2 separate regions of the Mus musculus genome follow, and region 2 is linked to region 1. Evidence: chromatin contacts called from public promoter capture Hi-C data. All regions are on one chromosome and are shown on one strand. The core of a region is the stretch at or near the end of the contact, and the rest is flanking DNA. Distances in the headings are between cores, read along the strand shown. Region 1 holds the start of Gprin1 (G protein-regulated inducer of neurite outgrowth 1). Region 2 has its middle 8.7 kb from the start of Gm31188.

What was found. Promoter capture Hi-C pulls out the DNA fragments that hold promoters and counts their contacts.
Region 2: a promoter capture Hi-C map of hippocampal neurons shows a contact between it and region 1, with 1.7 times the contacts expected there. The contact joins the enhancer-like site here to the promoter of Gprin1 in region 1. A contact is called at or near these places in 5 of 39 promoter capture datasets (the 3T3-L1 cell line, embryonic stem cells, hippocampal neurons and 2 more), 1 of 484 Hi-C or Micro-C datasets (nephron progenitors), 4 of 115 datasets of contacts at active chromatin or transcription factors (embryonic stem cells and stem cell-derived neural progenitor cells) and 5 of 9 other capture datasets (adipose tissue, embryonic stem cells, liver and 2 more).

What each region holds. Positions count from the first base shown.
Region 1 is chr13:54,747,624-54,751,720 of GRCm38.p6, reverse strand. Gprin1 (G protein-regulated inducer of neurite outgrowth 1) reads left to right here and starts at 1,847. Exons shown (of 2, transcript NM_001316710.1): 1 at 1,847-2,151.
Region 2 is chr13:54,882,992-54,886,682 of GRCm38.p6, reverse strand. No RefSeq gene overlaps it. Among named protein-coding and RNA genes, the nearest start is that of Gm31188, 8.7 kb to the right of the region's middle. Within about 2 kb of position 2,217, at least 32 of the 459 cell types and tissues checked have an H3K27ac peak or open chromatin away from gene starts, as enhancers often do. A contact at or near this core is called in hippocampal neurons, where this site is marked.

The sequences.
Region 1 (4,097 bases), core at 598-3,097:
CTGACCATAACCTCCTCTGAGTGGTGGAATTACAGGTGCATACCACCACACCTCTTTTTCTGTCTCAGGGTCCAGACTTCTTGGGAAAGATGTCTCCTTTCTCACTGTCCTTCCTTCCTCCCATCTTCACAGCAGCCTTGTGGTCCTTGGGTGGTGCAAGGGCGTCCATGCTTGCCTGTTGGTTTAATGCTTTTCCCGCCATGTGCTGACTCCCTCCCTACCACCTGTGACCTCCACCATACACCATCAGCTCTCAGTTGATGGGTTTCCTGTTGTGCCTCCAGCTGCCAAGCATAAAGCTCAACTGTGAACTCATATGCTAGGATAATCATCCCACAGGCACCTCCTTTCCCCAACATTCAGAATGTGTCCTTCATTCACAAGATGGAACCTCAGAGGACCAGCACAAGTGTCTCTCAGCATCCAAGACCAAGACCACTTGACTTCCCCCCAATAGTTAAGAGTCGCCTCCACTCCATCTTATCAAAGGCTTGCGGCTTCATTTATAACCAGTCCTCACCTGAACCACTGCCACAGACTTCGCAATATACTTGGTTCTGCTCCAGAGTCATTCTGCCTCTGGTGAGACTGCTGAAAATCAAAGCTGGTTCTTGCCACTTTTGTGTGTCTCATGGACCTCCCAAGCCTCGGTTCCTTCCTGCTTGCCAGAAAGCCAATAATACTCACCTTGAGGGGGCATCTGGCAATAGGTGAAATGATGAATGTGGACCAGGGTTTGTAAATTCTGAAGCTAAGTACCCTCTTGGGCAGTGGAAAAACCATTTTCAGCACCAAGAAAATAGGAGAGCGACTCTTCTGTGCGCTGTCCGTGGTCCTGAAAACGGGTCCGTGCTCTCCGACATAAATTCCATTGTTTTGAGATTTTTTTTGGAAACAAAGTCTTGCTAGTTTTATTATATCAGTCTTGTCCAAGCTGATCAAGTACTCACTATATAGATCAGGCTGGCTCAGAACTCAGGATTACCGACCTGCTCTAGACACCTGAGTGCTGGGATTACAGGCAGTGTCGCTACTCCTGGCTTTTCCTGTGGATTTTAAATGTTCACTTGCCATCTAGATTTTCTTACTGTTATTAAGGTAAGGTAAACAGATAAGCAATGGTTACTAAAACATAAGCCCAAGTGTGGGGCTTCAGAAAGTGGCCTGTATAAATTTGCAACCCCAATTCGACCTACTAAGGAATGGTGTGACCACAAACAAGAAACTTAGCCATATTTGAAAAAAAAAAAAAGTGCGCAGACTATTCACTTGGCCTGATTGGACATGGAAGCCATTGACACCTAAAAGTCAAATTTTAGCTCTGTGTCCCTGTCTAAGATTTTCATTTGCATTAGTAATCTAGCAAGTGGCTTCACAGTTCAGGCACAGGGATCTTTTTACCACTTCCAAGATATCACAGAGTTCGCATCTGAGAAGTCCAAGGACAGGGTCCCACTCCTCTGCTCAAATGTAGAGAGAAACAGGCAGCGAGTCCTCACGCCTTCAGCGGTTCACTCAAGTGGACTCCTAAACACCTTCTTTCAAGCACTTTCTTTTTTAAGATCGCTATGAGGCGATTTAATACTAGTTACAGACGTAAAAACTGAGGCTCAAAGAGGCGAGGTGACTTGTTGGAGAGTATCCAGGAGGAGGAGACCGGGCATACCCAGACCAGAGAGGGTGGGCGGACTCCCCGTCGGGGAGGCTGCTGCAGGGAGGACGCCGAGCGCCTCCCAGCCCAGGGCCGCCACTCGCCGGAGCGTGGGCAGCAGCGAGACAAAGGGCCGGGGGCGGGGCGGAGGGGGCAGAGGCCGGAAGTGCGGCCGAGAGGGACGCGGGAAATTTCCTCGCTGAGGCAGCAGGCAAATCGGGAAGACCGGGGTTTCGGTGCGGCCGCCGCCCGTGCGCCCGCGGTGCTCCCAGCTGAGCACCAGGCGGGCGCGCGGTCCCCAGGGCCGGGCGGCGTCTGCCGGCCCTCGCGCGCCCCCGCGGCGCCCCCTCCCGGCTCCCGAGTGCACCCAGCGCGCATGCCCGGGGCGGGGCGCCCAGCCGACCAGGGACGGCGCGGAGTCGGGTCCGCCCGCCAGCGCGGCCGAGGAGCACCGGGGTGGTCTGCGCGGCGCGAGCCGGAGCTACGAGGAGCCGGCGCGGGTAAGCTGCGGGCGCGCGTTGGGCCGTAGGGCGCGCGGACCGGGGCCGCTGTCCAGGGTCCTGGGCCGCGCCGGGCATCGGGCTCGGGCTGCGGGGCGGGGGCGGCGGGGCGGGGCGCGGTGGGGCGGGGCCCCGGTGAACGGCCCCGGCCTGTGGTGTGGGCAGAGGCCGCCCCGCGTCCAGCTCCGCTGCCCGCCGCTTTGTTCCGCACCGCGGTGCGGGAGGGGGCGATTCCCGCCACCGGGGGGAGGGGCCGCTCTCATTGATTCATCCCACCCCGTCACACACCCAGTGTGGCACACAGTCCTGGACGTGGTCACACACCGCGTTCATGCTTGGGAACCTCATTTTTGGACGATGCCAAAGGTATACACACATACACACGCGAACACACACACACACACACACACACACACACACACACACACACACACACGGGCTTTGGTCATTCCATCAGATTCACACATCCGGCCACCTGTGCAACCCACCTAGTGCAACCCAGGTGAGGCTACGCACTCAGAGCATCAATCCTGGATCCAAGTCAGCAATACTCTAACCGACATCCAACCTCACTGCTCCGGCTCGTGCTTACGCCCCTCCTGTACCCTCCACCCTGGAGCAGGCTGTGACCCTGTGCACACCCTTGCATTGTCTCTTAGCCTGCTGCTCTTTTTCAACTGGCACTAGCACAAGTCCGCACACCTTTGAGCATCCATCCTTGCCCTTCTGTGGCTTGGTGGATGAACACATGGACAGATGGCCTGGGGAGTGTTTCTCAAAGAAGGCCTTTTGTTACAGACTCCTTCACCTGCAGCAGCTGCCGGGCGGGGGGGGGGGTCGCCGTGGGGTGGGGGGACACTAGGAGATGACAGGACAAGTGGCAGAAGACTGGGATTTTTTTCAGTCACACTCACAAATGTACACAAGCCTTTGTCAGTCTTGTTACCATAGCAGGAGATGTTTGCAGGTGCCTAGCAGCTCTGGCCCTGGCTGGGGGTGTAGAGATGACTCCAGACTGGGAAGAAATCCTAGAGGAAAAGGGAAAGCCAGGCTGGCCTCCTATCTCTGCATTCACAGGACCGCCCTGCGTGTGAGCCAAACACAAGGACCTATGCACCCAGGCTAGCTCCCGCAAGGTGAGACTGCAAGGCACACAGGATCCCAGTGACCCTCCACAAGGCACACATGCACAGTACACACCGGTTATACAAAAGGCACACCAAGGTCTTCTTGATTAGGACACAGGAGCCAGGTCCTGGGCCCAGACGGGCTACTGCTGGTGTCTTCCACGAACAGTCCACTCACTCATTTGCATACCAGGTGAGCCGGCCATTCACCTACACGGTTAATTCAGCCTGCTGCCAATTCTGGATTACACACCCCAACAGTGAGAGGGAAGAGAGGAGAATCCCTAGGAACCGAAGGGCCAGTTAGACCGGTGTAGAACAAGAGACCTTGGGAGACAAGAGCTGGCACCTGAGGTTGCCTTCGGACTTCCACATGTGCACGAGAATGTGCGCGCCCACGTTCACACATACACACAAAGATTAAAGAAGAGAGCCACGCATTAGATGTTGATTCATAAACTGGGAAGAATCCAGGCTTTGAGATCAGACTCAATGAACTCTGAACCCCACCCAGTCTTCCTCCCTCCAGCTTCATGCCCTTGGTGGTCTTTCCTCCCGACTTCTGTGTCCTCGTCTGTGGTACAAAATGGACAAGGGGCCCCATTGTGAAATTGCTGTGGCTAGAGTCTAGATGATAAAGTGAGCCTGAGAGTGCTGAGTGCTGGATCCAGGGCTAAGCGTGAGGAGCTAAGAAGGGAGCTGTCTTCTAGAGGTAGCGTGGAGGGAGAGGATGTGGGCTTCTAGCCTGGGCCGCCTAGTGTCTGGAAGCTACTAAGAGTTCCTCCCAAACCAGGAAGGATTCAGCAGACCGGTGAGCAG
Region 2 (3,691 bases), core at 968-3,467, 130 kb before region 1:
GGAATCTTCCCACCAGGGAGACAGCATTGTCCCAATGCTGAGAATGGATGGAGCCACGGTCACATCTGTGTGAAATGGTCAAGCCCAGCTTGAAGCCTTGTGTGCTGGCCGCAGGGCCTTTTCACCATAGCAGATGCCACTGCCCAGGTCCTAGTGACAGCTGGCAAGGCAGGGCAGGCTTCCCTCTGAGGCAGCTTCCACCGAGCTGCTCTGAGGATGGGGCTAAGGTGAGATGCTGCCTTCTTCCTGGGGAACAAGGTTCAGAGTAGACTGACAGGGGAAGTCCCTCTACTTCTCTCTCACTCACTGAGGTGGGACCCCAGCATTAGAGCTAGGTGGTCTGCATGGGGGAGGAGGTGCTGACGGAGACTCTAGCCTCAGAAGCTCGGTGTGGCAGTGTCTGAAGCAGCAGACTCACTGGAGTCACTCTTTCCCAGGGCTCAGACTCTTGTAACTTTAACTGGGCAGGGAAAAAGTGAGGCCCAGAGTCTGCACGTGCCTCAGGCCTTTTCAGGGTGACGAGGATTCATTCAGTAGGGTATCCTGGACTGGGTCAGAGGGCCCCAGAATGATGTTCCCTCCAGAGCCATCCCTACCACCCAGTGGCCACCCCAGGTTCTTTCCTGTGCCCCAGCTTTGAAGTGAGAAGCAATGCTTGCCCACATTGGCTGCCGCCCTCCAGTGGCATTTGACAAGTCTCTGGGCAGTCCCCTCCCCCAGGGTGGGCCAGAGAGGGAAGGATGTATGATCCACTTGCTCCCTGCCCCTTTCCCTGCTCACCTGCTTTGGAAGTCAGAAGTACAGTGAACATCTTCCTTACACGCAGCTACAGTGCAAGCACAGAATGAGGGCTGCCTTGCAAGGCTCCTGGAACTGTCTGCAACCCAAGCTGACCCCAGAGGGGCCGGGGAGGTGGCTGGCCAAGGGGGAGACTTTCAAGTGCAAGTAGCTCATTTTCTTGAGACCCAAGGTCTGTGTGTATGAGGCTAAAGCTGCAGGGCAAGGAAGGCTCAGCTCTGTGGAAGGGCCACTGAGGGCCACCACCAGCTGTGTGTTGACCATCATCTGAGGTTCCTGCTGGCCCAGACTGGTTTCTGAAACCTTAAAAGCCTTCCATCTCGGGTGGGCATTGGCTCTCCTTTGGGCTCCAGGAATTCTAGCTCAGTCTTGGCCACTGCCCTTGCCTAAGGACCCCAGGACCATTCAGACTCGCTCTAGCCCATGGCTGGCCACAGCCTGATGGCCCATGAGTTGCTAAGGATTGTGACTGTAGCCTGAGTCTCTGGTACAGATCTGTCTTGAAGGTCTTCTCAAGCAACAGAGTTCCCTGTCCTACAGACACTGTCCCTGGCTTCTCCATCCCATAAGACAGGCTGCTTCCTGCCTCTGGGCTAACGGGGCCGGCAGCTCTGCCTGTGAGAACTCTCAGATCCTTCCGGCTCTGAAGACCTGTCTTCTACAGGTTGGCCCGCAGCCCCAGCACCACTGATGCCCTTCCCTTCCCAGTGACCAATACTTTAAAATTAGTCTTCTGTTCTAACGAGAGCGAGACTCATTAAACTTTCCACCGGGGACGTGTTTTTATGTTATTTGCAGATCGTCAGCCTGGGGTCTTTGCAGTTTATTATCAGAGAGTTTTTTTTTCCCTCCCCCCTTTGTCACTGAAGAGATCATTTTCTGAATCTAGTGGCCCATGCTGGGGAAAGCCTGGGCCTCCCACATGGCCCTCAGACTAGCCTTCCCTGCTCACACCTGCTCACACATGGGGGAGAAGGGAATTCTGGGCCCAATTCCAGATGGCTTAGCAAACCACATGGGAAGAAGGAGGTGGGTGGGGGGAACGAGAGGGAGAGGGGAGAGGAGTCGGTGAATGCTGAGGGAAACAAATCTGAGGCCAATTACCCGTGGCAACCTTGTCGTCCCCCGCCTCCCAAGGAGGGGAGATAGCTGGGGAAAAATAAGAAAATAATATTAAAGCAGTCCCATGCCGTGAGATTGGAGCCCAGCTGGTTGGGAATTTGCTGCTAGGGGTTGGGAGGGAGGGAGGGAGAAAGCAGGCCCAGATAGGAAGGTGGGCAGAGGGTCTGTGGTGTTAAACAGGCACAAAAAGGGAGGGAACATCTGCCCTCCTCTCACGGGCCACTCCCTAGCCCTGCCCACACTGCATGCTGGGTAATAAGGCCCAGGTCTCACAGGCCACCCCTTAGCTCTACCTGCACTGCCTGCTGGGTAATGAGGCCCCGTCTGCTCTTTGCAGCGAGAACATCTTTTTGTCCTTGAGCAGGTGGTGACAGGGAGAGACAGGCTCTGAGAGGGAAGGAGAGTAGCCCAGGGTCACTGGGAGAATTAATATCATAATTGAGAATAACAACTAGACCTTCTATTTACCAGATAAAATACCATCAGGGGATTGCTGAGAGAGATGGGGAAAACGGAATCTGAAATCGTTTTTCACTTCTCTGAAAATGCTGCAGGTGTGGGACTTCCCCCACCCTTAACCCACACCCACCCCCGCCCCCGATCCCCTGGAGATGTCACCACTGAGCTGTCTTTCACCTGTCCGTGCAGATTGCTAAGATCATGGGTCTCACTCAGTCCTGACACTCTGGGGAGCATCTCAGAGCAGCACTCAGGATGGGCTCTGCAGAATCACCCGAGGAGGGACCAGTGAGTGGCCATCAAGTTCCCCTGAGGTCTCCAGAGGACAGGTGTGCACCTGACAGCTGACAGCCACATGACGCTCTCTGCCATGAGCGGCAGCTGGAAGCTTAGTGACAGCTGGAGCTGGAGGCCCAAACCCCAGTCGTGTCTATCCCAGACCCTTTGGCAAAATGCTCTACTCTTGAAGTCTGCGTTTTCATCTCTAAACTGAGAGTCTCTCGAGGTAGAGGCTGGGAGTGTGGAGTGGCGTGCCGGGAGACACTGATCACACTCAACGGTTACACTGGGAGGGTTTTAGGGCAACTTGTGGGAGAACTTTCAAGAGCTATGAAATTAATTGGAGGGTGTTAACTGCAGAAACGAGGGAACAGAAGAAAATTACCTCCAAAGAATTACAGCAAAGCAATTAGCACGGAAAGGGGATGCTGTCTAGGATGAAGAAGACACATGCAAATGGCCAAGGCGCAGAGCTGCGGAAGGAGGAACACAGGCATCGATCACCGATCGATCAATGAGGGGCTCAGCCAAAGGGTATCCCAGCTGCATGATGCCAGCAGGAGTGTGGCACTCAAGAGTCCTGCTCATGCAGGGAGGTGGGAAACTGAGTCTGGTGAGGCACGCAGTCAAGAACCACAGTGAGATCAGAATGTCACATCACAGGGCAGGTGGGGGCTAAGCGGCTTTCGATGATCTGTGTTTCACTGGTTTGGGGGTCTTGGTGGAGATTAGTGACAAGTGCTCAGGTCTTTTCCAGGCCTCAAACTCAGGGTTCTGGAGTACCCGTGACAGGGGTAAGGCTCGGGAGAGACCAGCAGCAGGGAGGGTGAGTCAGAATTTAGAACAGAGCCTGAAGTAGCGGGAGCCCTTGGTGGTCAGCAGGTAACCCACGCTCCCTAGGTGTTCTCAGGCAGCAGAGGAACAGATTCTACTCGGAAAGGCAATGGGGCGAGGTGCAAGCAAGCCTGTGAGGCAGGCTCGGCCGCTATTCAGATGGAGTGGGAGTGGCCTTGTTGGAGTAGGTGGGTCACAG